Regions from separate parts of the Callithrix jacchus genome. Here region 2 is linked to region 1. Evidence: chromatin contacts called from public Hi-C data. All regions are on one chromosome and are shown on one strand. The core of a region is the stretch at or near the end of the contact, and the rest is flanking DNA. Distances in the headings are between cores, read along the strand shown. Region 1 overlaps JARID2 (jumonji and AT-rich interaction domain containing 2). Region 2 overlaps JARID2 (jumonji and AT-rich interaction domain containing 2).

Region 1 (7,750 bases), core at 3,801-6,300:
CCATCCTGGCTAACATGGTGAAACCCCCGTCTCTACAAAAAATATAAAAAATTAGCTGGCTGTGGTGACACGTGCCCGTATTTCCACTTTCTCGGGAGGCTGAGGCAGGAGAATAGCTTGACCCTGGGAGACCGAGATTGCAGTGACCTGAGATCATGCCACTGCACTCGAGCCTGGACAGCAGAGCAAGACTCCATCTCAAAAAAAAAAAAAAAAAGAGAAACATTAGCTATTACTGCTGTTTTTGAATTTAGGAATAGAAATGGGTCTGGCTCCAAGCCCCATCACCCCTTTCTTCATCTCTCTTGTCACTAACAGGTCAGACAAAGCAGCTGTATCCCCACCCCATGCACGTCAGTAGCTCTCTGGCCTCCAAATGCGTCTCTTTTAAATCTCAGAACACACTTTATTATTCTGGGTCCCCTCTGTCTTTACTTAGATTCCAGGCGGCCATTTTCTTGGAATGAGGCTGTGTTATTTTCCTAAGGTTAAGTTCTTTTTCTTAAGGTCTGATGTTGATATTTTGAGGGGTGCTTGAGTTTTACTGTAGGGAGTTTTTTAAAGAATGTATTTTCCATCGTCTTAGCCAAAGCACATAATTTTTAATGGTTAGGATTTCAATTTAGTTTTGTGTCTTGTTGTTTAGGCTTTTTCCTGTCATCTGCATTCAGGATGCTGGTTGTTTTTTTTGTCTGTTTGTTTCTGTTTTTTTTTTTTTTTTTTTTTTTTTTTTTGAGAACGCCTGACATTTTATGGTCGATGGTTTTTGCCTTCAGGGAGTGGAGGTGTGAATAGTTCATTCTCACACTCCTATGAAGATACTACCTGAGACTGGGTAATTAATACAGAAAAGAGGTTAAATGGACTCACAGGTCTGCATGGCTGGGGAGGGCTCAGGAAACTTAATCATGGTAGAAGGCAAAGGGGCAGCAAAGCTAATCTTACCTGGCAGCGGGAGAGAGAGCCTGAGGTGGGAACTGCCAAATCCTTCTAAACCATCAGATCTGCCGGGCGCGGTGGTTCCCGCCTGCAATCCCAGCACTTTGGGAGGCTGAGGTGGGCAGATCATGAGGTCAAGAGATCAAGGCCATCCTGGCCAACATGATGAAACCCTGTCTCTACTAAAAAAGAAAAAAGAAAAGAAAAATTAGCTGGGTGTGGTGGTGTGCGCCTTTAATCCCAGCTACTCAGGAGGCTGAGACAGGAGAATTGCTTCAACCCAGAAGGCAGAGATTGCAATGAGCCGAGATTGCGCCACTGCACTCCAGCCTGGTGCCTGGCAACAGAGCAAGACTCTGTCTCAAAAAACAAAAAGACAACAACAGCAAAGCATCAGATGTCATGAGGGCGCACTCGGTATCAGGAGAACAGCGTGGGGAGTACTGCCTCTGTGATCCTGTCACCTCCCACCAGGTCCCTCCGTAACACATGGGGATTATTGTTTGACGTGAGATTTCCGTGGGGACACAGCCAAACCATATCAGTAGGTTACATGGTAGTGGTCAAGTGGTGATTTTATTCTTGTTTTCTCCTTCCTTTTCTAGTTTTCAATGGTTCCAGCAGGTCGACACGGGAGAAGGAACCTGTTCAAAAACACAAAAGCAAAGAAGCCACTCCCGCGAAGGAGAAGCACAGCGACCACCGGGCTGACAGCCGCCGGGAGCCGGCTTCGGCGAACCACCCCACAGCGACCCCCTCCATGGCTTCCTCGGCCAAGGGGCCCGCTGCCAACCACCACCACCCCTCTCTGCATCGGTCGGCTCAGGACTTACGGAAGCAGGTAAAATCCACCAGGGGTGCCTGCATGTGCGCCAGACCCCAGTTTCCCGCTTCACTTCAGCAAGCTGAAAATTCATCTTCAGCAGGCTCAGGAAGCAGGAGGTGGTGCTCAGAAGGGAGAGAGGGAGAGTCAGAATGCCTTTGCATGAGCTGAGGCAGGTCAGTTGGATTTGCATTGAGCCCTGGGGGCCACTGCATTCACCACCTGTGATCACGAGAAAGGGAACTCATTTTCTTACGTAAGCCTTCTCCCACCCATCCACCCTGGGCTCCAAACAGGTGGTAGAGTGGCAGGGAACGTGTTTTCTCAGGCTAAGTTTTGAAACAGGCCTGTAAATGCTGTAATTCTGTTAGTAGACGATCCTGGTCTACTTTTCTGTTCTTTTTGATGTGACGAGTTAACATTTCACCACTCGGCCTTTGAAGCAGAATGTGTGCATGGCATGTGCACTGCCGAGCAGTCCATGTGGAATGGGGTGTGGCTGGGTGGCACCTCTTCCATGGAAGGCGTTTGGGTCCTGTGCCATAGCATCCACAGAGTGGGGATGGATGCCACCCTGATCACCTCCTGCTCCTGCCTGCCCCAAACTGCCCCCACTCCCGCTCCCCAGGGCCACAGATAACACAGGTCCTGGTGGGGCAGCTTTGAAGAATGCCTCAGGGCTTGGCCACTGTTGCTGTCTGGATTTCCCATCCCTGGGAATGAGTTGTCAGGAAAGAGGCAGGTTCCTGCAGGCACACAGCTGAGCGTCTGTCCCCGTACAGGTGGCATTTCACTGATTCCTCATCCTCTGTCCCCACTCCATTTTAACATCCTCTGAGTGATGGGATCATTGATGCGCTTTCCTTACCAAGTTGAACAGAGAATGTTAAAATCTTCCCCAGAAGAGACCAGAGGCTATGATTTTCAAAGGTAGATTCAGAGGAAGTTGTGGAGGGGACAGAAGAGATGTCCTGGCTGGCAGTGTTGCAGAATGACTGACACATGGTCCTTGTGCTGTGAACATACTCAACTTCATCTCGTGCTGGAGGTTGTCTTTCTCATTCTTGATGATGTTGGAGATTATTTCTCTCTGAACGTGAACACGTGACTCTTCACACGCAGGCACACAGGTATTTGTGCATGCACACATGAACCTTTACCTGTCAAACAGTATGCCGTTGGGGGGGGAAGGGATGGGGCAAGAATCACCGCTTTCATGTTTCCATAGTCCGCACATACCTAGCATGGATTAAATGCTGGCCACTGTTGCCAAAACACTTCCAGAGACTGTAGCCAGTGTGGAACTGGACCCACACCATGTGCTTAGCTGGCCTCTCTCAACCACTGAGCCCCCAGGTGTCAGCACAGGAGGCACAAAGCCCAGGGAGGCGCCAGGCTGTTGGCCCTGGGTCTCTGATTCTTCACTCCCTCCCTGTTTGCAATGCTGTCGGTCCCATGGAGACTTGTACAGACCTCTCCAACGTAAGGTTTTCATTCACGAAAGAGAAAAGAATTAGAAGTAACCCAGAGAGAAAGACAGCGATTACACCATGCGACTGCATCCTGTCTGTTTTCCCAGGATCCTAGAATAGGGTTATTTGTTTCGGTTTATCTTCTGCTCATCCCACTTTGCTTTTTTGAGGTTTTTCAGTTGTGGTAACGTTCTAATGGGCCATATCAGGACTGGCGGCCATATCCAGGTGAGCTTCCAAATCTTGCCTTTCTGCCCCAAGACCCCGTCCTCGGGATGGTGAGGCAGGAGTGCAGGGCGGAGGAGGACCTGAGTAATGCACACGTGACTGGATGTTCTCATGCACCGCAGACACGTGTGTGCACACCTTCTTGCACAGTCACGAATTGAGATGTGTGGGATACACCTGTCATCTCAGCTGGTCAGAGCATACTCTCAGCCCTTGCCCTTCATTCAGTTCAGGGTTTCCCTTTGTAAGGGGATGAGAGGGATTAGCACAGTTGGGCACAGCAAAGAACTGAGGAGGAGTAGAAAGTACCGCCCTAGCCTGGGATGGCCCTGCCTGGCCCTGTGCTCCATGGAGTGTTCATGTGACCTGTTCCCTGTGCAGGATCTGAGGTGCAGGAAAGAGGACCTCCCACATAGCAGGCCTCTGTTGTCTGAGTCAGTGCGGGAGCTCAGCTGCTTCCAGGGCTCAGGGTAGAGTCCTTGCAGGTAGCCCCATATGCTCATGGACGAAGATCCTCTCCTGTCACCTGCCCCTGCTTTCTCCCTCTTCCTTCTCCTCCTCCCTCCCTGCTCCAGTCTAACCAGCCCAGATGGAATGACCCGTGGGTAAGGATTCTAGTTCGGCTCTGACCCTTCTCTTCAGTGAGACTTGAGATGTGCTATTTAACCTTCCCGGGCCCTATTACTCCTTTCGAGCCAGCCTTGCCAAGTCCTCGCACAGGGTCATTGTGAGAAACAGAAGGAAAATTTTCCAACCCCCAGGTCCTGTTAGTTAAGTACTCTGAAAATAAGGTCAATAAAAACAAATCGTAGATTCCCTTGTGACTGCTTGATGCAAATGATTAGACTGTGACCTTTCATCTTTTCAGCTGCCGGAAGGATATGGGTCCAGAGGATCCTCTGATCTTTCATTTCAACTATGATATGTGGGTTGTTTTGTTTTGTTTTGTTTTTGTTTGCTTCAAAGCCTAAATGTAATTGTATGAAGTGTGGAGGGATATAACTTTTTGGGGTGCTGCTGAGAAGTGCCTTTTCCTTGCTTGCTCTGATGAACTATGTGGGGACATGTGCCTGTCTGCCAAGTGTGAAACCACTTCCCCTCCTGCGCACCGGGTAATGCCATGTGATAGTGCGTGTGATTTATGGAGTCCCTGGAGACTTAGAACATTCCACCGCACACTTCACCTATGCCCTGTTGTTGGTATGAGGATCTGGCCAGCCCTTTACTCTGGATAATACTAAATGAGCTGTCTCTGTCTGGAGTGCATAGCCTGTGTAACATTGCAATTGTCAGGGGGCTGGGATTGTGTCTGTGCAGTAATTTGGTTGTATGGTAAGGGTCTCACCAAGGAGCAAATGATGATTTTCTGTTGCTTTCCTGAAATAGTACTTCTCAGAAAGTAACGAATTTAGGATGGTCAAACAAACAAGCTTTATCCCTAGGAAGGGTTTTGAAGCGGTAGTTTTTCAAGAGAGTCAGAGCGGGTTTTTTACTTGTGTAGAAATTTGTGTGGTTTGTAAGCCAGGATATGGACGGTTAGGCTCTGCCAGATGTGGTCACGTGTGATTCTCATTTCTTGCGCTGAGGCTGAGTGCGAGAAGAGAACGCTCAGCTGCCTAATCCTGCTGGCTTTGCAGGGGCTTCCACTGAGCTAGGCTACTGTCACTGAAGAGGTTTTCATATGAAAATGTGTAAGGGTTGCAGAGAAGTCCTGCCTTTGTAAGATTCAGAGAGGGCCAAGAAATTGAGACTATTCATTTAAAGTTCTGGAAAATGAAGTAAGACCATCAAGAAGGAAATACAGAAAATCGTATCAGCCTTAAAAAAAAGTTTAAGGTTTTTTTCTGATGACATTGTCATCAGAATTGCACTTGCTGGTGGTGTGGTGTTTGTGACCCTGTAACTCTGCCTTCAGTGGGAGGAGAGGTTATGCATACATCCAGATTCTCCGGTAGGACCCAGTTATCTCTTCCAGAGCACATTCGCCTTGGCCTTGACCTTGGCTGGAAGGCTCCTGCCCATCTGCTGCTGCGGTCCGTGTTTGAGCAGGCTGCTCCTCCCCTTCCATAACTCACTGTCTGTCCAGTGCCTTTCGCTTCTGTTTAGGCTCTTTGTGTTTGATTCAAGTTTTAAAGTGCAAATGGACTACCCCCAGCCACCAACTGTTTCTCTCTCTGGGCTCTGGCTCTGTTTTGAAAGCCTGGCAGAGGCCTCGGCTCAATGGCTCCCTCTCGTGGGGAAGAAGAGCTCACCACTGAATCTGAGGTTGAACTGAGGACAGCATCATCATCTTGAGCGACTAAAACGCTTTTGCTTAGTTAACCAAAAACATCAGAGTCATTTCTTATCTTCTGCTCTGCCTTGGAAGTGCATTTCTCCTTGTCATCTGTCATTATAGTGAGTTGATTTAAATATTGTGTGTGACGGAAAGGAGGTGGGGAAAAACCCGTAAGGGTGGAGGGGGAGGGATTTTATATTAAAGTAAGCACACAGAGTGTGGACTGGGCACAGTTTTTATGGAATTTCTGTTATTAAGAACAAAGGTAGGAACGTTTGATGTCCTGGGCTTTCATATCTCTCATCTTATATCCCTTCTGCAAGAAGAATGAGGTATTGTTGCAACTATTCATCAAGCTGAATGTAACTGGAAAATGCTCTCAGCCTTGCCTGTTACATTGAACTCATTATGTTATGACTAGGAGGGGTTGCCCTAAAACCTCATGGCCATGCACCTGGAATCACCTGAGATACAGGTGACGGATGGCTATGAGCCAAGGAGCACATGCTGCAGATACCTCATTTTCTGCAGAAGTGGGTTGGCAGCTGGTGGGGGGAATGGGCTGAGACGCCAGAAATCCTCAACAGAGCTGAGAGAAGGAGCAACTTCAGCTCTGACGAAGCTTATTTACGTGTAAAGCTTCTCAGCTGAAACGTACTGTCATTCACTGGAGGGTCCTGCAGTAGTGCACCTAGACACTCATTCTTCAGCGAGCTTGGATGGCTTCTTGTATGTGCCTTTCTGTGGAATCCCTCAGGACGTGCAGCGGTCACCTTCCCTGTAGTGCGCTGGCAACATAACTGGGCTGTGTGGTTTTAATTGATACAGAGGTGGTTGGGGTAAGACAATGCCATCCTCCATTCTTTTGTTTTCTTTTGTACTGATGAAGCATTGGCTGCTTGCAGACACGTCCAGGCCAAGAACAGGGGTTTCTTTTTGTTGGACTGATCGGTCTTGGGTTTCCCCACTGTGGTGCTGCTGGCTGGGTGGTGTGTTCTGTTTTATTTCTCCCCTTTAGTGCACATGAAGCAGCTTAAGGGGCAGATTGCTTCCTGTGTTAGCTCATCAGCTCCCCTGTGGCCTTTCCTGCTGGGCATAGAACATGTGTCAGAGGCGAAGACGGCCAGTCCACTTGCCATTTTCAGTCTTTGTAATTTGTTCTGTGTTGTGCGTGAGGTCCATCTCGTCTTTGAGCTTGTTACACGGGCGTGCGTGGATGATACCTGAGTGGATACTGTTGAAGATAACTGTTACGTTCTCACAAAGCAAGTTTTCTGAATGTATACCTTGGCAATAATCCAGTATTTAGGTTGTCAGAAACATTTAAACAAGTTGTTCCTTTTGCCATTGAAGATCGTGATATATAAAATTCAGCTGTGTAGAAACTTTACCTCCCTGTAGCATTGCTAGCTATGAACTCAGGTGCCCCGAGAATCCAGAATGGATGGACCCAAAGGCTCTGCACTCTTACTTGAGATAGAATATGAGACACATAGCGCTGCACTCTGGCATGTGGACAGTGGTACTAGGAAAGGGCAGGGTCCACGGATTTGTGGGGACACTGAGCCATCCGGGGCTTTTAAACAGAGTCCCTTTCTTGATCCTCACCAATTAGTACAGAATCTAGAGGGAAGGGATGTACATTATTTTGAAGCTCCCCCAGGGGCTTTAGGGGTGCCAGGTTTGGAAAGCATGGAACTAAACCTCAGCAAGTGGTGGTGGCGGACGCCTGAGCCTCACAGGAGTGGCTTATGTCTGGCACCATCTGGAGTTTGCCATTTTGCCAGGTGCCTCCCCATCTGTAGGAATAGATGAAGCCATATTGTGTAGTCAGCCTCCTTAAGGAGACTCCTGCGCTGGGAGTAGGTTGAAAGAGACTGCACCCCTGCAGGTTAAAAGGAGATTCAGCCACCTGTAGGGGATGTTACCTCTTCCCCAAGGTCTTGGATACCTGAGGTCCATGGACCTCCCTGTCTTGGATGATGGAAATAAAGATCAGCCCCAGCTGGA
Region 2 (7,750 bases), core at 2,709-5,208, 240 kb before region 1:
TTCTACTAAAAATACAAAATTAGCCAGGTGTGGTGGTGCATGTCTTCATTCCAGCTACTTGGGAGGCTGAGGCAGGAGAATCGCTTGAACCCACGAGGTGGAAGTTGGGGTGAGCCATGAGTGCCATTGCACTCCAGCCTGTGCAAAAAGAACAAAACTCTGTCTCAGAAAAATAAAAATTAAATAATTAAAAATAACCTTTAAAAAATGAGACCAGTTGAATCCATTTTTTCATGTGCTCAATTATGTTTTGTTTCTTTCTGTCTTCCAGATAACTGTACTCTTTATTTCTGTGACTTCCTAAGACAAGCCTCAATTGCTTTTCCAGGCCCCAGTCTTTGTTTTTCTGATTCCTTTTGTCCATAAACCTTTTCCATACTTACCTCACCCTTGGAGGCATCTTTTATTCCAGGAGGTGGGAACTCCATGATGTCTCTCTACATTTTTGTAGAAAATTAGAGTGAGCAAGATTTTATTTTCATTATCCTTCTAGGTTTTAATCTTTCTTGACTTCAGACAATCCTATACCCTTCTGGAAGTATCAGGTTTTTTAAATAAGGATTTTGAAAATTTAATTCTGATTCAGAATAAAATTATTAAAAGTGGAGTTGACCTGTCATTTTGCTCTTGGTGGAAGAATCCTGTTTCCAGGACTTGCTGTTCCTGTCACTTCATTCCCCTCCAGCCACCCCAGATGGAGTCTGTCGCTCAGGCTCGAGTGCAGTGGTATGATCTCGGCCAGCTTTTGGCTCCTGGGTTCAAGCGGATTCTTCTGCCTCAGCCTCCCAAGTAGCTGAGATTACAGGCATGTGTCACCACGCCCAGCTAATTTTTGTATAGAGGTAGGGTTTCATCATGTTGGCCAGGCTGGTCCTGAACTTGTAACCTTGTGATCTGCCTGCCTTGGCCTCCTAAAGTGCGAGATTACAGGCGTTAAGCTACTGCACTTGGCCCCCTGTCAATTCTTGCAGGTGGCTTTTGTCTTTCTAGCCCTCTCAGGCTGTAGGAAAGAGCCCATGTACATTGTCTCAAAGGGCAAGGTCTAGGTAGTTCCTGTGTGAGCAGCCACAGCTCCACAACACTCTGGATCTCTGTTTTTTTCCACTTTTACCAGTTTGCCATGCCACAGATTTCACTGTTGTTGTAAGGGTGCTGCCCACCTGTCCTGGGTCTCTTTTTTCCGTTTGAAGAAATGTCCCAGAAAAACATGGATTGTAGAAAACACCTCCAGGTGGCCACTTAACACCCACTTATCTTAATGGTATTGTGAAGAGAGGACTCGGTCGCTTCTGAAATAACCATCCACATTGTGAGTTTACGCGAGAAAAGGAGTTTCTGAGTCCATTTTACAGATGAGAAAAGTAAGGTGAAAAACTAGCTAGATGGTTAGTTTTCTGTATTCGCTCCCCGCTTTTGAGTTCAGAGAAAATAGAGATAAAATGAATGATCAGTGGAGCCCCAAAAAGGGGAGAAGAAAAGGTTATAAAAGGGGCTCTTGGCAGCCTTTGGAGAGAGGCTTTTCACTTGAGAATGTTGGGGAAGCGAGGGCAGTTCTGTCAGGAGTGTCTGTCTCATGTGTGTTTGTGTTTGTTGTTTTTTTGACGCACCAGTTGGTGGAGCTGCCCCCTTATCCCCAGCTGGCTGTCTCCTTGAGTCATCACTGGAAGAAGAGCTGAGATCCCGTGTCCCTTGGGACAGGATGGTTTATGCTCTTTAGTCTTACTGGTGCCCACACCACATTCTTGGGTGTATCTGAGGCCCAGCGTGGGTTGCAGTTGTCCAGACTTACAGGAACCGGTTTGATTTCCCAGGGCTGTTGACTTTTTCTTGTACTTGTATCTTTGCCCCTGACTTTGAGGCCTAGGGGACCATGGAGCACTGGGGAAGTCATTTGCTCTGAGTCCTTACCAGGGGCTGGGCCGTCCATTAAACAAAGGCTGTCCAGATGTGTTAATGAGGCGTTGTGAGTAATGCGAACATTATACATAATGACTTACATAATCATAGGACAGATGCGGGTGTTAGCGAAAGAGGAACCCTACTGCTAGAAGTTGTTGAGAGCTATTCTTGAGAGCTGGTGCTGCCTAAAAGGTCTCAATTGGATTTTAAGTTCTAATTTTGTAAGTCTGTCAAGCTCCATCACCCATGAAGAGGAAGGCCAGTGAACACTGAAGTATTATCAACAGCAATGTTTATGTACTGGGGTCCTAGAAGGTTAACAAAATACATAGCCACAGGGCTGGGTGCCGTGGCTCACGCCTGTAATCCCAGCACTTTGGGAGGCAGAGGCTGGCGGATAACTTGATGTCTGGAGACCAGCGTGGCCAATGTGGTGAAACTCCTCTCTACTAAAAATACAAAAAGTCCAGGCATGTGATCCACCCGCCTTGGCCTCCCAAAGTGCTGGGATTACAGGTGTGAGCCACTGCGGCTGGCAGGAATTCTTAATAGTAACTTTTTTTTGAGCGGGGAGTAAGGAAGGAGTGAAAAGAATGCATTGTGTGACTCTTATCTACCTGGAGACCGGTGTACCTGGACAGCAGCCCAGGTATCTTTTTTTATTTTTTACTTTTTTACACAGAGTCTCGCTCTGTCTCCCAGGTTGGAGTTCAGTGGCGCGATCTCAGCTCAATGCAACCTCTGCCTCCTGGGTTCAAGCGATTCTCCTGCCTCAGTCTCCTGAGTAGCTGGGATTACAGGTGCGTGCCACCACGCCCAGCTAATTTTTGTATTTTTATTAGAGATGGGGTTTTACCATGTTGGTCAGGCTGCTCACAGCTCCTAACCTCGTGAACCGCCCGCGTCAGCCTCTTAAAGTGCTGGGATTACAGGCCTGAGCCACTGTGCCCAGCACAGCCCAGGTATCTTAAGTGACTGAATCTGTCATGAGAATGTGGGAGATCTTTTGGTGTCCATTTTATTGATCTCTTAAAATCTGGGTGTTTCTGTTTCCATTATTTCCTAACCACCATTTTGGTGACAGCTTGGTCTGCAGTGGTAGTGTATTATCTCTTGGTTCTCATTTCGGCCAGCTGTTAGAGTGTTTGGTGCCTGTGGGGGCAGAAACAGGTGCCAGGAGGAAATGAGAAGGGATTAGGAGTGAGCATGTGTTTCTTGCATTTAGTCTTTCTATAGGTTTGCAGAAGGGGGCTGAATGAATGCTTATTCTGTTAAGCAGCAGACTTGTGTGCTTTGTGTACGTGCCTTATTACTTCTACTAAATGGACCTCAGTAATGAAAGCCTCAGATTTGGACAGGATTGTGACTATATGGGGTACCTCTGTGGTAATGAACAGGGTTGGGCATGTGAGTCTAGTTCAAGTTTGGCCCTGTTTTAAACTGGCTGTGTGACATCAGGCAAGCTATACAACCTCGCTGAGCTATTTCCTCATCTGGACAACTCGTTTCATGCACTTCACAGGCTTGTTGCTGGGAGAAACAGGGGAATTTTTGATGTGAAAGCACTTTGTAAACTGCATACTGCTGCACAAATGCTCAAGGTATTATTACACAGTTGGAAATCACCAACCTGGAGACATCAGGCCTGCCGGCGGCCTTCCTGCCTGACTCAGATATAAATGAATCAAATAAATTCTGCACTTTGATTCTTAATAAAGCAAGTGGATAGCAAGTAACAGATGCACTTTGGGATACTGAACAAGGCTTTATGGATTAGAAGGTGATGTAATCACCTTCCACCCCGTCCTATATCAGCCAACACTTGACTCCCAAATACACCTGGATGGTGAAATGGAAAGAGGGATAGATTGAGAATTAAGATTGGAGTGCGCTGAATCTGTGCACAAAGACGTTTAACTAAAGAAGACATAGTCCTTGAATTTACAAATCTGATCATGATCTGATCGTGATCCTTCAGTGGCTCTCTCAGGATCGAGTCTAAATTAAGTTTGTCCTCAGCATGGCATAAAAAGCCCTTGCTCTGCTCTGTGCTTATCCTGCCACTGATCCACTTCACACATCCTGGGCTTCAGCTGAGCCCCGTGTCTTACTCTTCTACTTGCTGGGTGAATGGATTACCTGAGGAGCTCATGGTGTCTGTCTGAAGCCTGCCACCCTGTTGACTCAGTCTGGCAGAGCTATTTCTCCCTGTTGACTGGTCTCACACTTGATGTTTAGGTGCTGGAGTTATTTGCTTACATGTCTCTCACCCTATTAACCCTACAAGAGTAGGGGCTGAATTTATGTCTGTGTAGGTCAACGTTAATGTCTATTGCATAGTATACATTTGAGGAATATTTGAGTTCAAACTTGTGTTGGAGTATTTCAAGTGTTACTTAGTAGTAGGAGGGAATTGGTATGGATCCAGTGGAAAAGATAGACTTAACTGATCACAGTGTTGGATACTATAATTTTATAGTTGAGAATTTCTCAGGTTTCTAGTACTGTTGTTAAGTGACCTGCGTGTGGTTGCACATTTTATCAGAGACAGCTGGGGCATGAAATCCAGGCCCAATACAGTAGAAGGCCCTCTCTGTTACTGCCTTTGGAAATACTTCTTCCTTTCAGGGGGATTCTTAGTTATCCATGGTAACTACAGTAATTGATTCATTTTCATGGAAAAATAAAATCCATGTGTAATCCCCATACCTAATTAAGCCAATAGCATTTTACTTTTGTGCAGATGGCCTTTTTTGGTTAAGAAGTGATTCAAATCAGACAAGTACTCAAAAGGTAGAAATCATTGAAATCTTATACCGGGCATTCCTCCACTTGTAGATGCAGTTTTACAAATGTGGGCTCATACTCTTTAAGTGCTGTGTTTTTTTTTTTTTTTTGAGACAGAGTTTCGCTGTTGTTACCCAGACTGGAGTGCAATGGCGTGATCTCGGCTCACCGCAACCTCCGCCTCCTGGGTTCAAGCAATTCTCCTGCCGCAGCCTCCCGAGTAGCTGGGATTACAGGCACGCACCACCATGCCCAGCTAATTTTTGTATTTTTAGTAGAGACGGGGTTTCATCTTGTTGAACAGGATGGTCTTGATCTCTTGACCTCATGATCCACCCGCCTTGGCCTCGCAAAGTGCTGGGATTATAGGTGTGAGCCACCGCGCCCGGCCAAATGCTGTATTTTTAATAACTGCGGTTTGCATTGATAACTTTGATGGTAATCAAAGACAATGATTTTTAATGGCCTCAAGGCAGTTGGTTGATGGATACCACCATTTTCTTGACTCATCTCTTTGGGATGGTTTTTTACAGGTTTTGGGCCATTGTACAAAATGATGCCTGCAGCTCGCTTTGCATGCATCTGTTTGCACTCAACTCTAAATTCTTCACTGTGAAATGACTGACTCAGAAGTGCCCGTGCTTCCGTTATGATCGTTGCTAGCTCCTTGCTTTCTTGGAGAGAGACCATACTAATTTACGGTCCCACAGGTCGTACGCGTTAGGCCAGTGGGTTTGTTTGTTTGTTTCTTGGCTTTTAAAAACCAGTACAGGCATTTGTAATGAGTAGTAAAGATGTCAGTGGAGTTTTATTTAAGTTTCTATTTTCTTTGTGTCCTCTTTCAGGGCATTTTGAACTAAATGAGATAAGATATGTGAAAGCACTTTGTAAAACAAAATTGCTCCAGGAACACAACGTATTATTAGCCAGAACAGCTCCGGTAGGGAAGGGAAAGGAGAGGGAGAGCCTTGGGTAATTATACAGTGATATTCTTTATATGTATGAAATGCTTTTTTTTGTGAGGACATAGAGATACTTAAGTAATAAAGATGACCCATAATCACATTGTTCCCATACGTGATCTTAGCGTTGTTTGTGAGAAGTGGGCTTTCTATGTTTGCAAAGATCCCTTTGGGCTGTGGCTTGGAAGACTGTTCAGTTTAATACAGCATATTTCGGTTGCTTACCATGTTCTGGCCCTGTGTTGGGAGTTTGAAAATACGACATTGCCCTTGTCTGACGCGCATTTACAAGTTAATTGGCAGCAGGGGTGCAGAAAGCTGGGAGGAGAGCGGTGACTTTGAAGTCAGACTTAAGTTGAGAATCTCTGCTCTGTCATCTTGGGTAAATCACCTCTCCAGGTCTCAGTTTTACCTTTGAAATGGGAATAATTGTGCCTTCATTATTGGCCTCTCAAGGTCATTTTGTGGGAGGCTGAATCAAATGTTAAGTGTGAAGTGCTTTATAAACTGTGACTGTTTAGACCGTGTTATTTTAAGTTCTGCAGGTCATTGTGGCTATAATTCTCCAAGTGCAAGATTGAAGAGGAAACTGTGTTTCTGGGTCATCTATGCTGTTTATAGTATATCCCAGTTTGAGGAAGAGGATGGAAATAATAAGGGTGCTTAGCACTTTTCCTTCTCCCCAAGGTTTGGTTTTCTTCCTAACTTATGGAAAAATACAGTGCGAGTCTCTTTACACCCAGACAAACTTTAGGATTGATGGGATTTTTTTTTTTGAGACGGAGTTTCGCTCTTGTTACCCAGGCTGGAGTGCAATGGCACGATCTCAGCTCACCGCAACCTCCGCCTTGTGGGTTCAAGCAATTCTCCTGCCTCAGCCTCCCGAGTAGCTGGGACTACAGGTGCGCACCACCATGCCCAGCTAATTTTTGTATTTTTAGTAGAGACGGGGTTTCACCTCGTTGACCAGGATGGTCTCGATCTCTTGACCTCGTGATCCACCTGCCTCGGCCTCCCAAAGTGCTGGGACTATAGGTGTGAGCCACCGCACTCGGCCTGATTGATGGGATTTTTATCTTCCTTCTGCCCTCCCTGGTTTGTGAGGATGAGGGTAGTATTCACAGGGTGTCTAAGAAGAAGCATTACTTTTTTGCATACTTTTGAATGAACTACTTTGCCTGCCTTTTATTTTCCAGGCTAGATGTACCCCTAGAGACGAGGTGGAACCTAACACTTGGTTTTACCTAAATTGCCTCCTTTTCCATTCTTATGCTGCCCAGAGCCCTAAAGCTCTGTTTGTTCTATTTTCAGCTTGTAATACTGTCTTGATGGTGGAGGATGAAAGGGCTGATGTGAATGGAAGGCATTTAATAAGGAGTCATGGTCTGGAGCCCCAGTCAAATTGGTAGCACATGGTTTTCAGCTGCCTTGAAAGGCTTGCTTGCGTGGTCTTGCCTTGCCAGCGCTGTGACACCACCAGGCTGGGCCTATACACAATGCCACGTCTCCTTCTCAAACTGATGATTTGGAGTGGCAAATCCTCTGGCTTTGAGAGATGCCAAAGGAATGGTAGACTTGGCTCCTTAATCTTTTGAAGATCATAAACTGTTTGCTTGGGCTTGTTCGTCTGCACTTAGGACAGTTTAGATGGGTGTGTTGTGGGGATGAGGTTATATTAGTGGGATTTTGTTTAACATTCGGTTTTAATCACTGTTCAGCCTCCTCACTAGGCCTCCTAGCTGGTTACATTTTTTTGAGGGGGGTTAATTTTATATATTTATTTATGTATGTTGTCCTTCATTCTCTCTCTTTTTTTTACAATATTGCTAAAGAAGCCCCTCATTCTCAAAAAGGAGTTAAAGCCACAACGAGCTGTCATTTCAGGAGCAAATAATTTTTACTTGGATCTAACTCAAGTTTGCTTTCCAAATAACAAAAAAGGGACAGTCAGATTAAAATATGGACAGCAGAGAGTTGTTCATTCATCTCAGTGCAACAGTATTTTTTTGCTTTTGGTTTGAAGTGTTGACCTAAAACTGTAACTGAGTTAGAGGCAAGTTTTGCTAAATAGTATTGGTATTGACACTCTGACAGAACTTTTA

The links. A called contact is a pair of places that touch in the nucleus more often than the background predicts.
Region 2: a contact with region 1 is called in a Hi-C map of skeletal muscle, with 4 times the contacts expected there. The contact joins two enhancer-like sites. A contact is called at or near these places in 2 of 3 Hi-C or Micro-C datasets (both in skeletal muscle).

The regions. Positions count from the first base shown.
Region 1 is chr4:15,236,186-15,243,935 of calJac240_pri, reverse strand. It overlaps JARID2 (jumonji and AT-rich interaction domain containing 2), which reads left to right. Exons shown (of 18, transcript XM_078368303.1): 6 at 1,545-1,780. Among named protein-coding and RNA genes, the nearest start is that of DTNBP1, 200 kb to the right of the region's middle. Within about 2 kb of position 5,050, at least 3 of the 16 cell types and tissues checked have an H3K27ac peak or open chromatin away from gene starts, as enhancers often do. A contact at or near this core is called in skeletal muscle, where this site is marked.
Region 2 is chr4:15,474,354-15,482,103 of calJac240_pri, reverse strand. The region is part of intron 2 of JARID2 (jumonji and AT-rich interaction domain containing 2); the gene reads left to right. Among named protein-coding and RNA genes, the nearest start is that of JARID2, 11 kb to the left of the region's middle. Within about 2 kb of position 3,958, at least 4 of the 16 cell types and tissues checked have an H3K27ac peak or open chromatin away from gene starts, as enhancers often do. A contact at or near this core is called in skeletal muscle, where this site is marked.